Regions from separate parts of the Mus musculus genome. Here region 1 is linked to region 2. Evidence: chromatin contacts called from public capture Hi-C data. All regions are on one chromosome and are shown on one strand. Each heading gives the region's core, a stretch centred on a gene start, on an enhancer-like site or on the middle of the called end of the contact. The rest is flanking DNA. Distances are from core to core; before and after follow the strand shown. Region 1 overlaps Fanca (Fanconi anemia, complementation group A). Region 2 overlaps Zc3h18 (zinc finger CCCH-type containing 18).

The links. Capture Hi-C pulls out chosen DNA fragments and counts their contacts.
Region 1: a contact with region 2 is called in a capture Hi-C map of embryonic stem cells, with 3 times the contacts expected there. The contact joins two enhancer-like sites. A contact is called at or near these places in 1 of 39 promoter capture datasets (cranial neural crest) and 2 of 9 other capture datasets (embryonic stem cells and liver).

What each region holds. Positions count from the first base shown.
Region 1 is chr8:123,268,527-123,275,089 of GRCm38.p6, forward strand. It overlaps Fanca (Fanconi anemia, complementation group A), which reads right to left. Exons shown (of 43, transcript NM_016925.3): 33 at 5,942-6,047; 34 at 5,811-5,870; 35 at 5,622-5,726; 36 at 3,794-3,906; 37 at 2,679-2,814; 38 at 1,706-1,768; 39 at 1,334-1,439; 40 at 764-836; 41 at 417-552; 42 at 219-311; 43 at 1-23. Zfp276 (zinc finger protein (C2H2 type) 276) reads left to right here. Exons shown (of 11, transcript NM_020497.2): 11 at 1-2,025. Among named protein-coding and RNA genes, the nearest start is that of Vps9d1, 18 kb to the left of the region's middle. Within about 2 kb of position 3,980, at least 15 of the 459 cell types and tissues checked have an H3K27ac peak or open chromatin away from gene starts, as enhancers often do. A contact at or near this core is called in embryonic stem cells, where this site is marked.
Region 2 is chr8:122,410,873-122,417,281 of GRCm38.p6, forward strand. Zc3h18 (zinc finger CCCH-type containing 18) reads left to right here. Exons shown (of 18, transcript NM_001029994.1): 11 at 9-113; 12 at 412-555; 13 at 766-831; 14 at 2,118-2,278; 15 at 2,391-2,590; 16 at 2,985-3,078; 17 at 5,164-5,260; 18 at 5,604-6,409. The coding sequence ends at 5,802. Among named protein-coding and RNA genes, the nearest start is that of Il17c, 7.9 kb to the right of the region's middle. Within about 2 kb of position 3,624, at least 34 of the 459 cell types and tissues checked have an H3K27ac peak or open chromatin away from gene starts, as enhancers often do. A contact at or near this core is called in embryonic stem cells, where this site is marked.

The DNA of each region.
Region 1 (6,563 bases), core at 2,730-5,229, 860 kb after region 2:
CAGTCTCCTCGACCAGCCAGCAGCTGTGAGAAAATACAACGCTTAGTGCCTTCAGCCCCAGGCCAGCCCGATAAGCTGTCTGCAGGTGGACACTTGAGTTGTGCTGCCTGCCTGATGGCTCTGTGGTGTGCAGCCACCATCTCAAGTGTCACAGGGCTGTGGCTTCATTTGATCTAAGTTGGGAAATCAGCTCGGGGAGGACACTCTGGGTTTGTTACCTCTGTCATGTTGGAGAAGCACTGTTTTGGGCACTGAGGTATTAGCTGCAGCAGAAAAACACGTGCCTTTGTTATCAGTTGTACAGGGCTGCCCTAGAACGGAGACAGGCAGTCAAGTGTGAGGCACACTGAAGTGGCACTAGCACACCTCACTGCTGCTCCCAGGGAGTGTCTCCCTCGAAGACGTGGGGCACTCACCTGAGACTCGGAGTGCCCTTGGAGCCTGGTTTCCCCATCCACAAAGAGCTGTAGCAGCTTGAGGTACATGTCAACAGCAACGTGCAGGAAAGCTGCTTCCCTGACAGCGGCCCCTTCACTGAAGCAGGAGAGGAGACTGTGGGGGAAGCAAGACAGTGAAGGACCGGAAGATGCTGAGAGTTGAGCAGCAGCCCAGCCCAGCCCAGCCCAGCGACTATACACACATTTGTAGAACAAACTGGCAAGCACCTTTCCCCACCCAGTGAGCGGCCTTGGGAAACATCGCCTTTACTCTGACCTCCAGGCCCCAGGAGCTTGGGCTCCCTCCCTCACACTCACTGACTTACCTGTAGAAAGCAAGTGGTAGCAGCCTGGTGTGCTGATCTGGGGCCAAGTGAAGGAGGTGCCCCAGCTTGGCATCTGCAAAACCGAGTTGAGTCAGCTCTGTGGGCTCCTGAACCCAGTGTCAAGTGCTGTGCGAACTCGGAGATGTCCTGTGCCCTGGAAGCTTTCTGTCTAGCTGTGGTGACATTGAGAGGGGCTTGTGGACTACACTGAGGGCACCTGTAAGAGCTGCTGGGAAGAGGGGTCTTTCTCCCCTTGGTCTCACACAGAATAGAGACTGGGAGTCCAATAGGTCCTTCTCCCACTGCTTTCCCTACAGCGTGTCTGCTGGTAGACCTCTGAGTGCCCGGAATGGACTCTTCTGTTCCTTTAAAAGTGTGTGTGCCCTGAATTAGTACCCCAAATTAAAGTGTAAGGTTTTATAAACTCAGTAAAAAGTAAAACCCATAGAAGTTTGCTGCCCAGAGTTGTTACTGTTTGGAGGTTGTCGTGACAGTACATCCATTTATGTCTGTCTCATCTTGGGTGGAGCCAGCCTTCCCATACTGTTTCAGGGACACATGGCTCCTCACCTTTCTCTGTCAACTGGAAGAGCACCAGCCAGGACACCTTCCTTCTTTCCAAGCACGTGAGGACCTCGGCACAGATGTCCACAGCCTTCAGATGCTCCGCAGTGTCCTGTGGTTCACAGAAGAACCCTCAGTCATTGTGCTTCCTTTTTACTTTGCAAAGTCTAAAAGTGGTGACACAAGCTGAACAGAGGCGCCCATACCCACCAGGTCACTGTGCCAAGCTCAGAAGCAAGACCTCAAAAGGAAAACCAAACAAGAAACAGAGCCTCAGATACCCAGAGATCTGAAGTCTGAGCGCAATGTACTACCTGGGGCTCCTGCCCAGCCAGGGTTGCAGGGAAAAGGCTACCTCAGCTGAACGGTCTGACTTACCCGTTGGGTCAGGTAGGACGAGAGTAGACCCATCAAGGAAAAGAAGAAGAGGGCGATGAGCAGCTAGGAGGAAAACAGTTACTGCATCAAAGTCACACACACACACTCCAGAGCCTAGGGCCTCAGTGGATCTCAGGACAGGGAGAAACCCTACGTCACTTTTCTTGAGACGCCCAGGGTGGCTCAAACCCATGTCAGCAATCTTCCTGTCTCAACCTTCAGAGTGCTATGATTGCTAGTATGAACCACTATGCCAGGCTTACTACCATTCAGGAGCATATTTCAGAATAAATTACGGCCAATAGGGTCATTTCAAACAACTGTTGCTACATTTTATTTTGTGTACACATGCAGGTCAGAGGACAACCTGTGTAAATCAGTTCTCTCTCACCATATGGCTCTGAAGCCATTAACATTCCTTCTAATATCCAAAAGCAACAGGAAAATGGGCTTAGAAGAATCCTGGGGCATTTATATTACAGTCAGCAAATAATCAGCTCTACTGCTGATAGAGTTCTTAGGTTGGGATATACTTTATGAGCCAGTGGGGGACCCATATTGAAAAGTGAGAGGGGCGGCAACTTCCTTCCCAAGTGCTGGTTCACATTTCCTCTGTCCCCAACAAATCTTGATCCACACACCAGAGGTCATGTAAGTACTCATTGGAGAAGGCACTGGGTGTTTAGGACTCTTTCTCTAGGGCCCAGCACTCAAGGCCTGACTGTGCTTTTGCTTCTTAGAAGCTGGAACAGAGAGGCAGAGCTACAGCCTTGGCTCACAGTGTGGACACTGGCTGGTAGCTTTATTCTAAGTTGTAATGCAGGCAAAAACAAGCCCGACAAAGCACTTCCAAAAGTAAAGCATTTTACCAATAAACACTAAGCTAATCGTTTAACTGTGAAAAAGAGTGAAAACCCCAAATCTGCTTGTCTTTGGAAAGCCAGTGGGCCAACCTCCCTGGAGACTGTCTCACCTCCTCTCTTTGGCAGTCCAGCCTTTGCAGATGTGCAGTGACATCTTCCTTCCTAACTCCTCTCCACGCAAAGTGCAGCGCAGCAGCTGCGATCCAGGCGGGGCTGGGTGCTGGGGAAGCTGACGCGGAGGCGAAACTGACACACAGACATCGTTGCAGAGAGTTAATGGCCACACTCCTGGCCACCAGGTATCTGTGTTTAACAGCAAGGGGCTCTCCTCTCAAACACAGTGCAGGGCCCAGAATCACTACAGATGATTGTGTCTGTCTCCTCAGGGAGGACCTGATAGGTGGGGCCATCCCTGTACGTAAGTCACACGGTGTACAGCACTGTGAGGGAACCAGCTTAGCCCTACCCACCTCATAATGGGATATCGGGGCCCCAGCAGCTTTGAAGGAAGAGGCCATAGTACTACTAAGTTCTCCGTATTCCTGCTTGTTCATGTGGGCCTGTAACTGGGCTAGCCCAAGAGAGTCAGGCCCAATTACTAGCATGATATCTTAGTTTCCATGAGGGTAAGAGTGTGGCAGAAAACTCATGCTGTTCACTACAGGAGTCAGAGGAGTCATCTGAGCTCCCTGCAGCTCCCTTAGCAGCAGGGTTGACAGCAAGACCGGCTTGGTTACTGAGCAGGATTTGGAGTACTTTTGATCAGGGAGGACACAGACATCATGGATTCCAAACCAGCTACCAGAAGGAAGTCCTCTATAAAGAGCAATGTCTTGCCGAGGCCTCTGAGGACTCCCTGGTTGCTGCAGGGGCTTGGTGTTCCTCTGGGATGTCAGCTAGCATTGGCAGAGATCAGACTGGGCTCTCATTCAAGTCAAGAGAGAGGTGAGAACCTGCTCCCTGCCCTGTGCTGCCTGCCTTGGGCCTGTGGGCCCCCGAGTTAAATAAACTTTAGAGCAGAATGCAGGGCAGGGCGAGCTGGATCAAACCTGATGAAACCAGTCTTCAGGAACACTAGAGCAGTCTCCTTAAACAGGCCAGCCAGCCAGCTCAGTCAGAGGCTCCCCTTGCACTCAGGGGCAGCACCCCAGTACTCAGAGGATGCCCATAGACACAGCCCAGCTAGGGACTAGCTGGGCTCCCCCGTGACACTGCGGCAGCTTACTTGCTAGCAAATTCCCGGGCCTCCTGGAGCCTCCGCAGCTCTCGAGGCAGTGGGCTCTGATAACATCTCATCCACCGACCACACAGCACTGGCTCCAGGCTCGACCACCACAACTGAGAAGTGAAAGACCACCAAGAAGCAGACTAAGGGAGTTGTCATGGACAACCATGAGATATGCTGCCCCTTGGCCACCATCGAGACACCTAATTGTCAGTCAAGCTAGGAATTCCTGAGAGCCTCACACGGCTCACGTCACAGTGCTGTGCAACTTTTAGCTTTCCTTTTTCTGAGCCCGAGTCTTAGGATATAGCTCTGGCTATCCCGGGACTCACCAGGCTGGGCTAGAATTCATAGGTCAGCCTGCCTCTACCTCATAAGTGATGCGGTGAAAGATGTAGGCCATCACACCCAGCTTATAGGGCGTTCTTCGTTTTTCTTTCAAGACAGGGTTTCTCTGTATAACTCCAGCTGTCCGGGAACACACTCTGGAGACCAGGCTGGCCTTGAACTCAGAGATCCTGTGCCTGTCTCTGCCTCTCAAGTGCTGAGATTAAATGTGTGCTCCACCACTACCCATCTATGAGGCATTCTTGTGCTCAGGAGCAAGGCTTAAAGGGAGGGCATCGTATGAGGAAAACCCTGTAATGTTGGCATTGCACTACCTGACCCACTTCTATATGCCACTTTTTAAAGAGAGCTTCTGAGAGCAACTTTCTAAAGACAGAATAGTTCATCAATATTAATTCCACCCAATGAGCTACAAACTGAAATGAAGCTGGCCATGGCTTGACCTGTCCACCTCCCCTCTGGTTAGAATAGTGAACCAGATGGAGGCCCCCAGGGTTCCTAGGAAGCTTCAGTAGCTCCTGGGACCAGCAACTAGCATCTGCAGATATTGCTTGTGCCTTGGGATGCTGAGCAGCTAACAGCACTGAAGAGAGAGGATGTCTCTGTGAGCCAGTGCGCGCTACCTACCATGTGTGTGTGTGTATGTATGTGTGTATGTATGTATGTATGTGTGTGATGGTTTGTATATTCTTGGACCAGGGAGTGGCACCATTTGGAGTTGTGGCCTTGTTGGAATAGGAGTGACCTGGTTGGAGTAGGTGTGTCACTGTGTGTTTGGACTTAATACTGTCACCCTATGTCAGTCTTCCACAAGCAGCCTTTGGATGAAGATGTAGAACTCTCAGCTCCTCCTGCACCATACCTACCTGGATGCTGCCATGCTCCCACTTTGATGGTAATGGACTGAACCTCTGAACCTGTAAGCCAGCCCCAATTAAATGTTGTTCTGTATAAGACTTGCCCTGGTCATGGTGTCTGTTCACAGTAGTAAAACCCTAACTAAGACAGTATGTATACATTCATATATATTTATATATGAGTTTTTGCCTGCATGTATGTTTATGTAGTAAATGTGGGCACATGCTTTGTGCCTGTAGAGATCAGAAGGCGTTAGATCCCCTGGAACCTGAGAGATGAGTGACGAAACACCATCTGGGTTCTCTGGAAGAACATTGTTTTTAAATGCTGAGCCAGCGCTTCAGCCCCTACCACACATTTTTGTGAATACTGACCACCAGGGTAGGACACTGAACCTCCCGGGAAGTGAAGATCCCAACTCTTGGGAAAATATCCTAGACGAGGGTCTGTGAGAAGTCTCAATGGGAAAAGGTGCTTGTTCCCAAATCTGACGACCTGAGTTCAATCCCAGGGTCCCATACAGTGGGGAAAAAGACCTGGCTTCTGCATGAATACAGGGAGGTCAGGGGAGGGGGAGGAGATAAATAAATGTAACGTAAAAAACCCAACTGGGCAGACCTACCAGTGCTGAAGTCAGAATCACGGGACACTTAGTCTGGCATTCTGTCAGTGTCTGGTTGGCCACCAATGCTGGGTCTTGACTTCGGAGACACACACGAAGGAGCCCCTGCAGCAAAAGCATCCTAAGACTCAGCAGTCTGCCAGCCCAGGTGCCATGGGAGCCCAGGCCCCGAAGGAGGCATCACATTACCCTGAAGAAGTGGATGGTAATGTCAGAGGTCAGGACACTGCCGTGGCAACAGAAGTTTCTCTGGAAAACAGTTCAAAGTCAGCACAAAACCGACAGAGGTAGAAAGGGCAGCCCAGAGCGTTTGCACATACCAACTCAGAGTTGACCAGGCTAAAGAACTCTCCACAGTTGGGGGAGATAGGTTGTCCGGCCTGGGGGCCACCCACGAGAACAGATGGAGGCAGGCAGAGGAGAAGCCTTGGAAAGAAAGGGGTGCATCGTGGTGAAGACAGACAGCATGGACAGGGTGTCCTTGCCCTGTACAATACTTTCCAGATCAAGTGATGCTGCTCAAAGCCACAGCCCTTCTAGTTCCCACTGACCTTGCCCTTGAGCTCATGTGCTCAACGCTGCCTTTGTCCCCAGCTCTTAATTCCTGCTTATTCACTGTGGATACCCTAAATGCACTTCAAAAAATATAAATAAAATTTCAACAAGCAGGTGGAAGGATGCACCACTGTCTAAGGAAGCAATCCTTTACTGGAAAATTCTATTATGAGAACAGTCGCACTGCACTTTAAAGACAAAAAGAAAAGGACAAAAACGTGTTCTTTATAGTAAGTACATCTTCCCTAGAGGGATTCTTGAGTCTAAGAAGAAAGACTAGAATCCGAAACACCTTTTACACTTGTTCCTATGAGAGCCACCAAGACACTGAAACCATTCCAAGCTTGGATGGAGTAGACATAATAGAAATAAGCAATTAGTAGTGGA
Region 2 (6,409 bases), core at 2,374-4,873:
TTCCCCAGGTCCCGGTCCTTCTCCTCGTCCCCATCCCCGTCTCCCACACCTTCCCCACACAGACCTCCAGTCAGAACCAAGGGGGAGCCGGCCCCACCTCCTGGGAAAGCAGGGTGAGTCCTGAGCCCCCTCAGTTTGCTGTGGTGCTCCACCTCGGTGGGGTCTCCAGGGATTCCGGCCTCCTCCACTCTCCCCATCCCATGCTTGAACTAGAGTGAACAGCCTCCAAAGGGCAGCAGATCTGGCTCCCAGGAGGTGGGCGGAGGCACGGGCTCAGCACCTAGACTTGGGTCCCTGTAGCGTGGAACCTTAGCAGTCATGTGCCGTGCTTAAACTGTAGAACCCTGAGATGTGGGTTTATTGAGCAGGGACCCTAGCCCTACCCTGCCTTGACCCGGCCTTGCCTCACAGGGAGAAGTCAATAAAGAAGCCAGCCCCTCCCCCAGCCCCACCACAGGCCACCAAAACTACTGCTCCTGGTCCTGAGCCTGCCAAACCTGGAGATCTCCGAGAAGCCAGGAGAAAGGAGCGGCAAACCAGGACTCCCCCAAGGAGGTGAGCAGTGTGGGCTTATGGCAATCCTGGGACAGTTCTCTTTGTCCTTGGTGCTGATGAAGACTGGAGCCTGGGAGGTGGGTCCATCCCCAGGGAAGCAGCAAGGAGCAGAGGCCCAACCTGGAACAGGCCTGTTAGCAGCCTGGTGTGCAGGACGGCTCTGCCTCAGTGAGGCCGCCTCTGAGGTGAACTATGCTGCTTGTGTTGCAGGCGGACGCTCAGCGGCAGTGGTAGCGGCAGTGGTAGCAGCTACAGTGGCTCCAGTTCCCGATCCAGGTCACTTGCTTGGTGCTACCCCCTATTGACCTTTTTCCCTCACCAGGTGGGCTGACCATGTTAGGGCTCTTCAGTATCCGAGAACACACAGCTCAGGGCGAGTATGGTCTCCCTTCACACAACAGCACCTACCTAACCTTTGGGAAGAGGCCGAGACTGCTCCTGCTCCCCATCTGGACAAAGCTGAGGCCAGTCCCAGGTTCTCTACCCACACCTTTCCTGAGGATAGACGGGTGTTCTCGGGGCCTGCTGATCCCTATTGGAGGGAGTCAGCCCTGAAGCAGTTGGGAGAAAGATCCCTTAAAGAAAACCAAAAAGGAGTTAGAAGGTAGAGTCAGCTTGATGCTTTTGGAATCTGGTGACCATTTTTCCTCTGTCCTCCCGCATCAGGGCCTTAGCTTTTGTCCAAGGCCTTAGTAATCTAGACTCTTTTAAAGACCTATGGGATTTTTACTTGTTGGCTCTTTGAGACAAGGTTTCTCTGTGCCCAAACTCACTCTTGTAGACCAGGCTGGCCTGAAACTCATGGAGATCCACCTGCCTATGCCTCCCAAGTTCTGGGATTAAAGGTGTGGGCCACCATGCCCGGCCTGTTTGTTTTTGAAAACTAAAGAACCCCTGACTCTATCTTCTCCCTGTCTCTGCTCCTCTGTTCTGTCTCCTGATGCCCTTAGAAGAAGCTGGTTGGTGTTTGTGATAGACATGTCATGGCACTGCCCTGTATCAAAACTGTATCACCATCTACTCTCCCTCCCCTACTCCTGTGCCCTGAGGAGAGTACAAGGTGTCTTAGTGGTCCCACTAAAACCCAGGGCCTTGCATTCTGCTCAAGCTCCCTGTCACTGAGCTGCAGGCTCGTTTGAATTGGGAGTCTCCCTGTGTTGCCTCCCTGTGTTGCCCAGATGAGCTTGAACTCCCAAGAAGCTGGGAGCAGAGGGGCTCCAGCACACCTCCAGCAGCTCACACCCGTTATCCTGAAGCACAGCGATCTGCCTGTCTCCCAGGTTACCGGGACTATGGGTTGTGACTGTTGTGCACCACCATCAACTAGCTTAAAGTTGTGCTTTTTATCAGTGTTGACTAGGGCTCAGTCCCCAGTACAGGGTCATCCAGGTTAGTGAAGTAGAGACTCAGAGCTGTCCTTTCACTATGTATTATGTCTGTGTGCATCCCATAAACATGGAAATTGGGTAAAGACAAGCCATGGAGACCCTCCTGTCAGCCTGCAGCCCAGCCATCTTGCAGTCACCGTGGGGCTGAGCGCACAGCTGTGCTTGTGTGTCTAGGTCTCTGAGTGTGAGCAGCGTTTCCTCAGTGTCCAGCGCCACCTCGAGTAGCAGCTCAGTGCACAGTGTGGACTCAGATGACATGTATGCAGACCTGGCCAGTCCTGTGTCCTCAGCCAGCTCTCGATCCCCAACTCCTGCCCAGACCAAGAAGGAGAGAGGTAGGCAAGGGCCCTTGCCCTTGGGATGTGGGCTTGGGGGTTAGCTTTCGACAGAGACTTTGCTTTATGGTCATGTACACAGGAACCCGTGACTGAGGTTTGTCGTTGACAGGGAAATCCAAGAAAGAAGACGGAGTGAGAGAGGAAAAGCGGAGGCGGGACCCATCCGCGCAGCCGCCCAAGTCCTCTAAAGCTCCAGCGGGTGGGAAGGCCTCCCAGCAGGCAGCGGCGCCTCAGCCGGCGGTCCCCGGGCAGCCCCAACAGGGCTCCTTTGTTGCCCACAAGGAGATAAAGCTGACACTGCTGAACAAGGTGAGACAAGGGGACAGGCCTGTATTACTGCACCTGAGCCTGGGTACTGGGGTCTCCGCCCAAGGGACCTCGCCCATCCATGTGCCTGTACCTGCGGCCTGGCCAGCCTGGGTCCTGACCCCACCCCAGCATCAGACATCTTCAAAGCTCTGCACATGTCTGGAAGGGCCAAGGCCTGACATGTTGAGATCCTGCAAGGCACTTCCTCATGCAGCACAGAGGGCCCCATCACATGGTGGCAAGGGCCACAGAACTGCTTTGGAGGGTCAGGGGTTCAGCCAAGAGGAGGCTCATGGGAGCAAAGAACCACTCTCCAGTAACAACAGATACACCGCCACCCTCTGCCTGGCCTAACAACGATCTGGGCCCTACCGCCCTCACTGTGCTGTTTCAGGCGGCTGATAAAGGAAGCCGGAAGCGCTATGAGCCATCAGACAAGGACCGGCAGAGCCCTCCTGCCAAGAAGGCCAACTTGTCCCCAGACCGAGGTAAGCCTTGGAGGTCTTGTGCCTGAGGTTATACTATGGATGTCACCCATAAGCCAGAAGGCCCACCTGCGGGGGCTTGACACCAGTATATTCTGAAAACTGTAGCGGAACCTAAAAACCCCACTGTGTGTCTGTGATGAGCACTGTAGTGCTAGCGATCGCACCGAGCTTTGCTCTTCCTTTTAGACATTTTCTTACTCTTTAGCTCAGGCTTGTCTCCAACTCATGATCCTCCTGCCTCCACCTCCAAAGTGCTGGGATTATAGGTGTGTGATGGGAAAGGTTTTAAGTCTTTAAATATAGCTCAGTGGTAGCGCACAAGATCCTGGTTACAGATGATAAATAATGTCTGCCCAGCGACACAAATGCAGTCTGTTAATAATGACCAACCTTCCAGTATACAACCAAAACAGTGGGTGAGGGGGCAGGTAGGGGCTCAGCTAGTAGAGGGCTTGCACAAAAGCCCTGGGTTTGGTTCCTGGCCCCACATCTGAAACGTCAGCACTGGAGACGGAGGGTCAGAAGTTCAAGGTCATCCTTGGCTATCCAGAGTCCAGACCAGGCTGGGCTGCATGAGGCAGCAGGCAAATGACTGAGTGCATCCGCTCTCCTCCTCACGTCGGCTATCGTCGTCGTTGTCAGGGCCACTGTTGCTATGGTAAAACACCATCACCAAAAGTGGCTTGGGGAAGAAAAGGTTTATTGGCTTACACTTCCACACCACTGTTCATCATGGAGGTCAGGACAGGAAGCTCGGGGTCGCCTAATGCAGAAGCTGTGACGTGGTGCTGCCTACTGGCCTGCTCAGCTTGCTTTCTTATACCGCCCATGACCACCTGCCTAGGGGGAGCAGCACCCATAGTGGGCTGGGCCTTCCTAATTCAATTACTTATTAAGTAAACGCCCCATGGCTTACCCACAACCAGATCCTAGGGAGGCATCTTCCCAATCGAGGTTGTCAGATGACTCTAGTTTGTGTCAAGTTGCCATAAAACCCAGCCTGCACAACCAGCAGTCAGTCAGTGAAACCTCACCCCAGACTGACCCAGCTGTGCCTCTGCACACCTTAGGGTCATTGGCATGTGGGAAGGCACAGTGGCTCTGAGTCATTGTTTTAACCTTGGAGACTAAGAGAGTCTTGGAGACCCTCCAAATCTCCCAGGACACCCCATCTCAAGCCCAGCAGGAAAGATGGGGGATTCTCCTGGTTTGCTTTAATAGACAGAGCAAAAACCAATATAAACCAATACCTGCCTCTCTGAAGCAGGTGTAGAGGAGGTGACTGCTGCTGCTGAGGCTCTGGGGCTCACTTCAGGCAGGTCTCTGGGCCCATGACCCTTGGGCTTTGAACTCCAGAGGGAATTCTTTCCTCAGAGCCATGGCCATTGGGTCATGCTCAGGCCTTGCCCTCTTCTCTGCTACCTAGCCCAGCCTGACAAAGGAGAGCACTCCACTCTTGAGTTGGCTTCCAGTTCTAATTCTCTGCATTGTCAGATGCGTGTGCTGAGAGAGAGGGGTCTCACTAAGGAGAAGACTTGATGAGATGAGTCCAGCTCCAGGCCTGCTTTCTGAAGGAGCGCTTGGCTTTGCCTGGCTTGTCTTGTCTTGTCTTCACTATTTATTTGTTTGTTTGTTTGTTTGTTAATGTTTTATGTCCATCGGTGTTTTGCCTTCGTGCATTGTCTGTGAGGGTATTGGACCCCCTGGATGGAACTAGAGTTACAGACAGTTATGAGCTGCCCTACACGTGCTAGGAATTGAACTGAGGTCCTCTGAAAGAGCAGCCAGTCTCTTAACTGCTGACTCATGTCACCCACCCTGGCGTTTCCTGTTTTATTCTTTATAGAAAGAAAAGTGCCAGCTGCCCTGATACTGTGACTTTCTGAGCAGGGCCTCGTGGTGACCCGGGCTGACTTTAATCTCACTATGAGCCAAGGACCACATTCAAGTCCTGCTCCTCCTTCCTCTACCTCAGGTGCCAGAGTTAGAGCTAACCACACTTGGTCACTTTGATGCTTTGGACTAGGGTTCTCTGACAGCCCCACATACAAAGCAGTGGCTTCATTCTGTCCCCTTGCTTACTAGGTTCTCGAGACCGGAAATCAGGTGGAAGAATGGGCTCCCCAAAACCAGAGAGGCAGAGAGGCCAGAACGCTAAAGCTCCTGCTGCCCCAGCGGACAGGTAAGTCTCTGCCTACTTCCATGACAGGCTTGTCCTGGACAATTGATCGGCTTTAGGAGTATGGGAGACATGGAAGACAGGAAGGAAGGACAGACAGCAGTCTCAGCCCACTCCTCTTTAACCCCTCAGACTAGTCGGGCACAACTGCATATTACTGTCTTGTTGAAGAACCCTAGACAAGGGCCAGTGGTTCTCAGGGTGCCTATATAGTGGGGCAAATAGGAGAGGCTGCGGGCTAGCCTACACCCTCCTTGTCTCCCCACAGAAGAAGTGGGGAGCCCTGGGCACTTACCCAAGGGCAGGCTCTTCGTCACCTCTGCCTCACACCTTCTCAATCCTACAGGAAGCGTCCACTGTCACCCCAGTCTAAGGGCTCCAGCAAGGTCACCAGCGTGCCTGGCAAAGCCACAGATACTGCCACAGCAGGCACCAAGTCAGGGAAGGCCAGCACATTGTCACGGCGAGAGGAGCTCCTTAAACAGCTCAAAGCGGTTGAGGACGCCATCGCTCGCAAGCGGGCCAAGATCCCCGGGAAAGTGTAGTGGCCCAGCTCACTCCTGGAGTAGACTCTTCATGTTTTTATAAAGAGTAGGGTAAGCGCAGCCATTTTGGATTTTCCAGTCAATGTCTTATTTTGGCTGTGATTCTTTTTAAAAATTAAAAAAGAAAAAAAAAGTTTCTCAGCTGGAAAAGAAGCCACACACAAGATGAAGATGAGGCTGAGTCCCAACCTCCCCACCAGACTGAACCAGCTTCTTCCAGAATAGAGTCTCCATGGACAGACGGACAGATCAGCACTGAACAGGGGACACCAACTCTGTGTAACTTAAGAGCTTCAGGCACGCAGGGGCTGGCCTCACCCTTCTGCCTCCGTCCTCACTTCTCCCAGGTGACCTCCTGGGCTGCAGTTTTCAGCAGCTTCCTCTGGGGACAGGAAAGCCGAACACTTCTGGACTACAGGCACCATCCCTCCCTCCCTGGATCAGAAGTATATATATACTTGCCTAAAGAAGAATATATATATATATTCTTGCCTAAAGTCTGATTGGGAAACATTTCCTGTCTTTTATTTTAAGCATCAAATTGTTTTAGTTGATTAAAAAGGAAAAAAACAGAAAAGACAAAAAAATAATAATAATAATAAAGGCC